Linked DNA regions of Gossypium hirsutum: all the other regions are linked to region 2. A link is a contact called in public Hi-C data. All regions are on one chromosome and are shown on one strand. The core of a region is the stretch at or near the end of the contact, and the rest is flanking DNA. Distances in the headings are between cores, read along the strand shown. Region 1 holds the start of LOC107901621 (chaperone protein ClpB3, mitochondrial). Region 2 holds the start of LOC107901662 (chorismate mutase 2). Region 3 holds the start of LOC107901624 (probable WRKY transcription factor 40).

Region 1 (3,780 bases), core at 157-2,656, 280 kb before region 2:
ATGTTCCACCGAAACAAAATTATCTCCCATTTCTTTCTTATGCTTTCGAGAATTGTCTAAAAGGGAGCTAAGATTTGATCCCATTATAGGGTTACTTGTGTCCATCACCTGCCAGAGGGAAATAAACGCCCCCTATATCACGAATATCATATAAAAAGAATAAAGCATTGAAGCAAACTCACGAAGTAAACATAACCAATTAAAATACATACTTTAGGCTGCTTCGATATAAAGTCATCGGTAGCCTGCAGAACAGAAGTGTTGTCAAGCCCTGCTTTTGTGAAAATCCTTCTAGCCAACCCATCCTTTTGTTCTAAAAGAGCTTTCATTAAGTGTTCAGATTCCACCATTTGCTGTTTGCTATCCTTTGCTGCTTGAACAGCCCCAACAAGGCCCTCCCAGGCCATATCAGTGTAATCTGATTGGTTGATCTGATGAGAAATATCCAAGGAAACAAAGAGAGTTAACACGAGCATAACAACAATAATTCCACTACAATGTAATCGAACCAAATATCATAAAACTTGTACTCTGATTGGTTGATCTGATATCGGAGAACACAAAGAGAGTTAACACGAGCATGTCAACGGTGAAACCACTGCAATGTAATTGAGCCAAATTTCATAAAATTTGTACTCTGATCGGTTGTTGCGACAAGAAAATATCCAAGAATACAGATATAGCTAACATGAGCATAACAATGGTTAAGACGCTACAATGTAATTGATCAATAAAGTCAAATCAAGCCGGCAAAATTAACATTATTGATAACCAAGTGCTTATTCTAAGCCAAACTAAAATGAAGAAAGCAAACAATTATACACACATACACAGAAATTGAATCCAAATGCCTTCCTTAGCTAAAGTTTGCTAAAAAAAACACACACAAACAGAACAGTTCAATTACTCGAGTGTCTCTCAAAGTAAATAAAACCGAAATGAAATTCATAATTAGAAATGAAAAGTTCAAAAAACAATATATAAACCTGCGCAGGGCTAGTGGCAGAAGAGTAACGTGGAGGGGAAGAGTGATAGCTGCGAGTGAGAGAGAAGAAGCCGCCGTTGTTCGCCGCCACTGCGTTGAAATTTTGAGACCGGTGAGGCGAAATGAGGGAATTACGCAAAGTACAAGCAGCGGCGGAGATGGCGCGAGCGCGAAACAGGTAGGGAATTGAGGCTTTTGATACTTTAATGGCCGAAAAAGCGGACCTTGTTAGCCTTCTTGAGGCCATTTTTGAGGATAAAATGGGAGATTTTGAAATTTAGTTTGGGTTTTTTCTTGTATTGGAACTGTTTTTTTTTCTTTTGCCGGGGGGGGGGGGTTGGTGGTGGTGTTAAGACGGGCTTTGAATTCTCTATGTGCGCGAAAGGAATAGAAAGTTGTAGAAGAGTTGGGATTTTCCTTACAATTTTTCCATTGGTCTACTTTAAGTTATTCGCTCTACTTTGTTAAAATTAAAATTTAATCTCTAAATTTTAATTCCTTCCTTATTAAAAAATAATGACGATTTTAGTCGTGGTTTAAATTAAGTGTTGATCACTGAATCTTAAAAACTTATATTAAAGTTGTCGAAACCGTCCTTTTGAAAAACAAAAATTTTAGGTTGTCGATTTAAAAAAAATGAAAGTTGGGAGTCGCCACCAATCTTTTATTGAGGTGTGATTGGGTCACCTAAAAATGACTTTGGTCTACAAATTTTAGAAAAACGGGTCCGGGAGTCGGTTACGTATGAGGAAGGATTAGCACCCTCATTACGCCCAAAAATTGGTACCTAGTTAATTAATTAATGTCTTAATGTCGAAAATTTGAAAATCGTAATCCTTAGCAAAAACTTAAAACGTTACGTATTAAGACCCTTATCATTTCAGAGAAATAAAAAACCACACCCAATACGTTAGGGCACGACATTCTAATTTTTCCCAAAAATGAATTACGGCAAAATACTAGTGCAATAAAAAATGTAAAAGAATATCCATTTATTCAAGATTTAAGAAATCGCGGCCCAATACGTTAGGGCACAATTCCTCTAAAATCCCAAACTCAGAATATTTCCTTTATTATTTTTTTAAAAAAATATTCATTTCGAGAAATCAATGCGTCACATCCAATACGTTAGGACACAACGTGTTGAATTCCCAATAATGAGTTCTTATTTTTTTTTGATTAAAGAGAAATCCTCGATTGTTAGATTTTCAAAAAAATCGGAACCCAATACGTTAGGGCTCAATTTCCTTGAAAAATCCTAAATACGAGGATTACCTCTATTTTGAAGCGTTTTATTGTAAAATTAAATAAGAGATAGAGTAATGTTATGTTGAATATGTGAATGAATGCCCCTTAAACAAATATCAATAATAAATATAACAATTTCATAGAAATAATATGAATAAATAAATAAATAAACAAAATAATGATGTGCAAAATATCAAATACATAGGTAAGATAATAATAAAAATATGCAAACATAAATTAATAAGCGAATAAAAAAATATACCTGTACACATAAAAAAATATATAAGTTTTAAACAATTAATATAATATTAAAATTAATTAAATAAATTAAACATGTGTATATAAAATATAAGTATGCGAAAATTTTAGTATAAAAAACATAAATACATGCTTAAATATACATATAAAAAAATAATAATTGCATATGAGAATTATAAAATAAAAATTAAAAGAATACAATTGCATTGTCAAAAATATTGATTTTTAAAGAAAATATGAAATTGGACTAAATTGGATCGCCAGTAAAGATCCGGGGTAAATTCGCAAATAAATAAAGTTTGAAGGACTTAATTGAACGCTCGAATTACATAGAGGGAGGGGCTGGAAGGGCAATTTTCCCTTCTCCTCTAAACGACGCCGTTCAAATTAGACCAAATTGAAATAAAAATAAATAAAAGGGTAAATTAAAAAAATAAAAAAACTTAATTACAAAAACATTAAAAGGCGGAGGGGCTAAATAACATTCGCAGTGGCCTTCTCCCTTTTTTTAAAATCGTAAATAAGTAAAAAATAATCAAAAGAAAAAAAATAGTAAGCCACCTTTAAAAAACTGCCAATCGTTCTCTTTTTTATTCTTCCTCCCTTTTTTTCTTTTTACAATGAAGGGAGAGGCCTCTATTTATAGTTGATCCTCCCCAAATCCAACGGTACAGATCAATTACATCAACGGCTGAGATTAAAGGGTATCTACAAATTAAATCTCTAAGATTACAAAATCATATCTTCTAAGATTGTATATCATATCTAAGATTATATATCATATCTAAGATTGCATATCATATCTAAGATTATATATTATATCTAAGATTGCATATCATATCTAAGATTGCATATCCCTGAAGATTATGTTTCCATAAGCTTGTAGATGGACCTTCAACCTTTTCAAGTAATGGGCAATTCCGATCGGGCCAAATGATATTACTTTGGGTTTTTTTTCTTTTGTGAGCCTGGGCTAAAATTGGGTATTACAAAAGTCATGTTACATCGCTTATCCAATCTTCATCACCATAATCTCGCTACACCGTAACCTAAAACACCTCAGCCTCGCTAAGAGCAACACTTCATAACTTCACGATGGTATGCATAACATGTGGATACCTATTTCACCAAGTATAGGTGTTGAATCTTTTCTTGCATAGCTCACATACTAGATCTATCCAAAGAACTACCTATGAATATAAAAGTAAAAAAATCAAATTTCATGTCTTAAAATGTGATCCATAATTTTTTTTAAATGTACATGAATTTGGTAATTGAGTGAATATGAA
Region 2 (3,538 bases), core at 311-2,810:
ATTTGGTGGGGGAGAAGGGAGGTTGGGGTTTATTATTATTTGGCTTTTTGAGTTCCAAATTCTAATGTATATTTTTAGGAATAAATTTTATGCAATTACATATAATTTTGATTTTAGTTAGAGTTTTCATAGATCACAAATATTGTTTATTTACTAATAGATGGTTGAAAGGGTATTCGAATAGGATTAGTTTTAGATCATAACATGGAGAAAGACACCTATACTAGAGTGCAAATAGTTGCTTATATGGAGCCTAACTCTATAAGTGGTTCTTTTAGGGACAAAATACTATTTATTAAATCTTAAGATTTATGTCAACTAAATCTTAGCTCACGTAATATCAACTCTGAGTTGATTCGAAATTTTAATACTGAAATTATATTTGTACTTTTTATTATTTGCAAATAGAAGTTTAAGACTTAATCGAGCTCAAGCATGAGTAACTCGATTAAGTCTTGAGCCGAACTCAAGCTTAGAGATTGACGTTGGATCAAATTTTAATAATTTTCGGGGTTTTTTTTTTAATCAGAAAGAAGCGGAAGGGAAGCTAATTACAACGTGGTAATAGGGTGTTTTTTGCTTCGACTGGTTGCTGTGACTGAAAAAGAACTTCAAAAGATGGCAGAACTGAGAATCCAAATAGCGGCTGTTCTTGAAAATGTTAAAGATGAGCTCCGAAACAAAGATTTATTCATAACCGCAAAGGAGATTGAATCAAACAATGGCATTGATGAAGATTTAGAATCGGAGTTTAATGGCGATCTTATATCAAATAAAGAGATATTTGATCAGCCTTTGAAATGTGAAGATGTGCCGAAAGAAGAAAAGTATCTGGAAGGAATGGATAGACTTGAAGCAGAACTTGAAGCCGAGTTAGAACGTTTGCAACTCCATTTGGATGCAAGCAAATTGTCCTCAACCCATCCTCAGGTACGATTAAAACTTGGGAATTTGGCATGTCTTTTGTATTTCATTGTTTTTGGTTAGGGTGATTTAATTAATTTGAATCTAAATTCCAGTTGAATTTGATTTGACCGAATTTGAACCGTAATCGACTTGAAACCAAAGATCATCTGAATTTGAAATGACTTGAATTTAAAATGGTCCAAACTTGAAATGATTCGAATTCATAATTCCAGTTGAACTTGAATTGACTCAATCTGAACGAGTAACCCAAAATGGTCTGAACTTGAAATTGATTTAAACTCAAATAAATTGACCCAACTTGAACAAATATCTCTAAATGACCTAAACCTACCATGACTCAAAAAACTATAATGACTTAAGACTTGAAATATCCAAATAAAACAAACTTGAATGACTTGAATTGAAATTATCTAAAACTTTTAAAACTCTAATTGGCCCAACCCAAAATTATCTAAAACCAAAAATGATGTGAATCTTGAATGATCCAAACCTAAAACGTATAAATTAATTCATACTTGGAATCAGCCCATACCTAACTCAATATGTTTAGTTTATGTAGTAGTACTAACTAATATTGAAACCTTACCAATTCCCTGGAGATTTTAAATGTCATCTTTTTTACAACTATAGCAGAGTACTGGTAATAGTTCAGCCCGAAGCTACAGTATGAGCTATGGAGAAGTAATTGACCCGACAATTTATGGTGAAGAAGAAGAGTGTGCGCAGTTGCATTGTGGTGTTCCTCCACACGAACTGGAGAGAAAGTTGCATGAATTGTTGGAATCGAGGCAGGAAGAGCAGATAAGAGAATTAGAAGCTGCTTTGGCAAGTGCACAGCAAGAACTGGTCGACAAGGAAAGAGAGATTTCATGGTGGAAAGACACTGCACGGCTTATGTCGATTCATGTCCAACAACCTTCACAGTTTGGTTCCTAGCTGAGGTGAGAAAATTTCTTACTGCTTTTTTTCATGTGTATCATATCAGGTGTAGTTGTTTGGTGTTTAAAGATGAATTGTTTGTTATTTTGGCTTTAAAAGCATTTTGGATGGTTGATTAGTTTGCAAGTGAAACAGGGAAATTATTTCACATTTTTAAGGGATATTAGTTTATCAATGAATAGTTATCTACATTAAATTGAAGGCCTTTCATTTGAATTTTAATGTTGTTTTTTTATTTTTTATAGTTCTCGTTAAAACCACCCTTACTATTTCGAGTCTCACCACATGTAATTGTCATGAATGAGTCTTGCCCTAGAGTTGTGTATTGATTTTATTTTATTTGTACTATAATTACACTATATTTGTAGCTGTGAACTCTAAAAGAATGAAAATAAAAATTAAGTTAAATTGAGATAGGAGGACTGAAAGAGTGCACTCTATTATCATTAATAAGCAGCAAATCCTGATATAAAGGTTCAGTAATACAATCAGGTTTGGACATTCATGTACACTCTAAGCACTAGAAACGACCTGAATAAAGAACAAGCAAATTGTATAAGCCTGTAGGTTTGTAATTAAACCTATCAATTTTGATCCCAAATCTAGAAATACAATTCCAACCTCAACTCGTTTTAATTATAAAAATTCTAACCATTTGTATTTAAATTGACTTTTGATTTTAAAATTGACTTTTGATTTTAAAATTGACTTGAAGTACTTCAAATTGACTCGATTTGAGTTTTAAATTGAACCAACTTAAATCTAATAGGACATGAACCCAAATTAACTCAAATTGAAATGTTGAAATGGTATAGAAGTTTTAAAATCCAAATTATTTAATCATTAATCTAATTTAAAATCAAATTGATTTGATCAATTAGTTATTTAAACTGTCAACATAGGTTTTTGAATTGAATTGATGGTTAAATCGATTAGACCATTGATTTTTGATTCGATCATTGTTGTTTTCTTTTAAGAAACTCTAAAAACTAGGGAAATAAAAAATTTTGAAAAAATAAGGAAAATATTTAAATAACAATAATACATTTATTCATTTTTTTTCTTCGGATTTAGGTTGGTGGGTGGGTTTAGGGTTAGCTTGTATTCATTTCTATTTGTTTAGGGTTTTTTTTCATTGGGGCTAGATTTTTCTTAGGGTTAGCTTGTATTCGTTTTCTATTTGTTTAGGGTTTTTTCCTCATTTGGGCTAGATTTTTCTTAGGGTTTAGGTAAAACAATTTGACCCAAAACATAAAAATTGAGTAGGGTGGCACAAACATGGATTTGAGTCTAATTCCTGGTAAAGATGATGTTTTATAACCAATCACATTGAGTAGCAATTAATAATAATATAAGCGTCCCAGTTCCAGCAAGTTGCAACCACATAACTAACCCTCAAGTTATTCCGTTACCCTTTTTTAAGGTCCGCAGAACTAATGGGACAAAACAGGATTAGATAGAACGCCATGTCTGAGCCGACACAACCCTTTAAGTCTGAACACAGAGAAAGGCAACTCTCCCGTGCGCACTACGCACTACCCACCATTTCTTTTGGCTTCTTCTTTTCTTTTATATAAACCCCCTTCCATTCCATTCATAAATTTGAGAGAGAGAGAGATCATTTGTCAACGTCTTATAAATTTGAGAGAGAGAGAGATCATTTGTCAACGTC
Region 3 (3,710 bases), core at 634-3,133, 260 kb before region 2:
TTTTTAAATATTAAATGTTAATTGTATTTTAATTTGACATTATTTCATTCTTTTTAATAGTATAATGACTAAATTAATCTATTTAATAATAGATGAGCTAATTTAATCTGGTCCTATAATTGAAAGACTTCTAAAGTATATTCACATTAAAAATTATATTAAGTTGTCTAATAAAAAAATATAGAATATAGGACATTAAATAAGAATAATATAATTTTTAAAATATTAATATTAAAATAAAATTGAATTAATCATTTAGAAATAAACCAAAATTTAAGTACACATGAGATGGGATCGAATATGAATAAAAATAAAATGTAGAAAAATGATAGATACATTTCCGGCCATCGACAGCTTTGAAAAGTAATTCTTGTGGTGCTAAGTTACTTTGACACAGAGTTACCTTGTTTTTTCTTCTCTGACAAATACATTCAGTAATATACTATTTACATCATTCGATACTCTTCTGCCATTGAACCTACAAAAAAGACTCAAATTTTCTCCACTTTTCTATCCTATTTTCCGGTCTACACAGCTCCTCCTGAAATGGCTGCAGCAAGGGCTGCCGTGAAATTGGGGTCTCTGCTCAAAGAAGCCGCCATTTGATGAACTAAAATCTGTTGGATTGCTGGTGCATCGATTTGTAGGGCTGCCCTTTCGGTTTCATCGCCGCCCAAACCAGGTTGAAGCAGCTCCAGTGTTACAGTGGGAGCTGAAGCTTTGGTTGGGGCAGATGAAACAGGACCCGAACCAGTGTTGGAACTAGGGGTGTTGTTGTTGGAGCTTAAAGATATTTCAGCGGGTGGAGAATGGTGGTGCTCATGGTGGTTGTGCTCTCCTTCATATGTTGCCACCAAGATAGATGGGTCTTCAGCACTTCTTTGCACCTGCAAAACCATCCATCAATACCCAAAAAACAAAAATTAGAAACAAATAATGCTCTTGGATCCAGGCCGAAGCCAAAAAATTACTTTAAAAACAAAAATTGCTCTTGGAGAGGAAGCAACACTCACCTTTTTCTTGACCGGACAACTTGGGGCAAAAGAGCACTTGAAGTATGCTCTGGGACAGGGGTTATCTCTTGTGACTTTTTGACCATATTTTCGCCATTGATATCCATCCCTTACTATCTGTAACATCATACAACAACATTAAATTTGGCTCAGTTTCGAGTTCGAATCATTTCGGGTCTCAGTAATAGGAAATTTGAACTCCGAGTAACCTACCAGGCTATTATCAGAAGGATTTGTGCGGACTTGAACCCTGGAAACCTTAGGTTTAATGCAGTCCTTGGGAGTTTTAGGTGAGCCATCATCACTAGAGCTGGTCTCAGTGTTTCCACTAAATCCAATCATGTTGGCACCATAATCCTCACATTCAGCTTTTCTCTTCTTTGATGATGATGTTGTTGCAGCAGCAGCAGTTTCAATTTCAGGGTTCTTGTTGACAAATTCCATGAATTGGTGCTGCAAAGAGTAATACTGTTCGCATAGAACTGTTAGCATCTTAGTTAGCTTCTTGTTCTCGGCGCTGACCCGATTCAATTCCTCCACCAACACTCCACTCTGTTAAAAAAATTAGTAACATTCAGCTCTAAACAACATATACAAGCAGAAATAGTTGTAATTATGATTTTAGTCCTTTTGAAACTCACCTCATATTTAACTGGTGCCGACTCGACCACATCTCCCTCAAATTCTCGTTTCTGGTTCAAGAAGTTGAAAAACTTTCTTTGTAAGTCCCAACAATCGAAAACCAGGGGGAAAATAGCTTTAAAAACCAATAGGAAAAAGAAAACCCAAACTCACCATAGCTTTGTTGGTGCGAAAACAAGGGTTGATGTTGAGATCCAAAGTAGTATCCACCCAAGCTGGTTCCATTACTGAACGTATTGTAGTACTATATGAACAAAACAAAAGCAAACAAGAAACAGGGACTCAGAGATGAAAAGCCGGGGAAAAGCAAAGGGTTATTAAGGAAAGCAAGTGGAAGGTGCGGATGAAATAGGCTTCTCTTAAACAATAGTATTCATAAATACATCCCACTTGGAGTCTTAGCTTGAAAAAGTGGTCTATAATCCGACGAACAAGATGTTTGAAAATAAGAAAAAGGAGGAAAGAGGAAAGTCATGCGCGTCGGTACGAAAATGTTGAAATTCAGTGGGAATTTTCAAAGTCAAGCCTCCCACCCACCAATGGCAGTTAGATATATGGGATACAAACTAAAAACCAAGGTTTCTTCATGTTGACCGTAATTTTATCTGCTCCACTTTCTGCCCTTCGCCCACCTCCTCTGCCGACCTTTCCACGTTCTTTCCTTGTCTTATATTCAAAGGATTAATTTCATTTGAAGTCCTCAAACTTCTAAACCTTTTCATTGAGTTTTAAAAGGTATCGATATTGTATCAATTAGATCCTTTTTTCAGCTTAGCTATTAACTCTGACATTAAATGCTAGCTCAAATTGAACATGAACAGTTCTGAATCTGACATGTTAAAAAATACATTTCTTATATTTTAACATGTTATATCTAAGTTGTTTATGTGATAAGTACACAGGTGAGTATAATTTGATCCATGTGTTTTAAATAAGTTCCACATTATATCCAAAACGACATTTAATACTTATATTGATGATTAAGTTGATAGAATAACCTGATTGATACAATACTAATACTTTAATGACACAATTAGAATATTTGGTAGTTTATGACCAAGTTATAAGCTAGGCAATAGTTTGTGGATATTTGGTAGAATTAACCCAATATTTAATAGGGTTAATTACCTCATATAACTACCCTTAATCTCACATTTCAAAACATTCTTTCTAAATCCTGAAAGTATCGATATCGTTACAATTAAGTCATTTCATCTGGGCATTAAATACTAGCTCGACACATATTTAAAAGCATAGATCAAATTTTAAAAACTCTTGTACCTATTAATAGTGTCAAAACCATTTTTTATTTGAATTTGAAAAAAACGGGATCGACTTTTAAAATGAAAACGGAAATGGGAGTCGCCACCGATCCTTTATTGAGGTGTGATCGGCTCACCTTGAAAATGATTTTGGTTTGCGAAATTTGAGAAAACAGGTTCGGGAGTTGGTTACGCACGAGGAAGGGTTAGCACCCTCGTAACGCCTAAAATTGGTACCGAATCGATTGTTTAATGTCTTAGTGTCGAAATTTTGAAAAGATTTTAAAATACGATCCTTCGAAAAAAATTCGAGTAAAATGAATTGGATGATAAGACTCGTTTATTTCAAAGAAATAAATTATCGCACTCAGTAAGTTAGAGTGTAATATTTCAAATCTTCAAAGTTAAATTTATTTCTTGACCTTAAAAACCTATGCATTTTGAGAAGGATATCAGATTATTTGGGTCAAATGAGAAAACCAAAACCCAATAAGTTAGGGTTCGATTTCACAAAATTCCTAAATATCGAACATTGCCTTTATTTTTATTTGTTAGAAAAATCCTCGTCTCGAGAACAATATGTCATATCCAATACGTTAGGACACAACGCATCAGATTCCCAAGAATGAGTTTTTATTTTGGAATTTCTATGTTCAAATTGAAAAAGGGGTATTCGACTATTTAAAATCAAAAAGGAGAATTGAAGCCCAGTAAGTTAGGGCACAATCCTCTCGAGAATTTTTAAACACCAAGCTTTGTAGGAATTTTGAAATAAAACAATTATAATGCTTTA

Evidence for each region. A called contact is a pair of places that touch in the nucleus more often than the background predicts.
Region 1: a contact with region 2 is called in a Hi-C map of leaf, with 2.2 times the contacts expected there. The contact joins the promoter of LOC107901621 here to the promoter of LOC107901662 in region 2. A contact is called at or near these places in 5 of 34 Hi-C or Micro-C datasets (all in leaf).
Region 3: a Hi-C map of leaf shows a contact between it and region 2, with 3 times the contacts expected there. The contact joins the promoter of LOC107901624 here to the promoter of LOC107901662 in region 2. A contact is called at or near these places in 12 of 34 Hi-C or Micro-C datasets (callus, fibers, hypocotyl and 1 more).

The regions. Positions count from the first base shown.
Region 1 is chrD06:24,657,802-24,661,581 of Gossypium_hirsutum_v2.1, forward strand. It overlaps LOC107901621 (chaperone protein ClpB3, mitochondrial), which reads right to left and starts at 1,407. Exons shown (of 10, transcript XM_016827699.2): 1 at 987-1,407; 2 at 213-431; 3 at 1-108. The coding sequence starts at 1,232.
Region 2 is chrD06:24,935,078-24,938,615 of Gossypium_hirsutum_v2.1, forward strand. It overlaps LOC107901662 (chorismate mutase 2), which reads left to right and starts at 1,561. Exons shown (of 6, transcript XM_016827750.2): 1 at 1,561-1,868.
Region 3 is chrD06:24,677,047-24,680,756 of Gossypium_hirsutum_v2.1, forward strand. It overlaps LOC107901624 (probable WRKY transcription factor 40), which reads right to left and starts at 1,884. Exons shown (of 5, transcript NM_001326907.1): 1 at 1,809-1,884; 2 at 1,655-1,705; 3 at 1,227-1,565; 4 at 1,014-1,130; 5 at 510-887. The coding sequence starts at 1,880. The coding sequence ends at 528.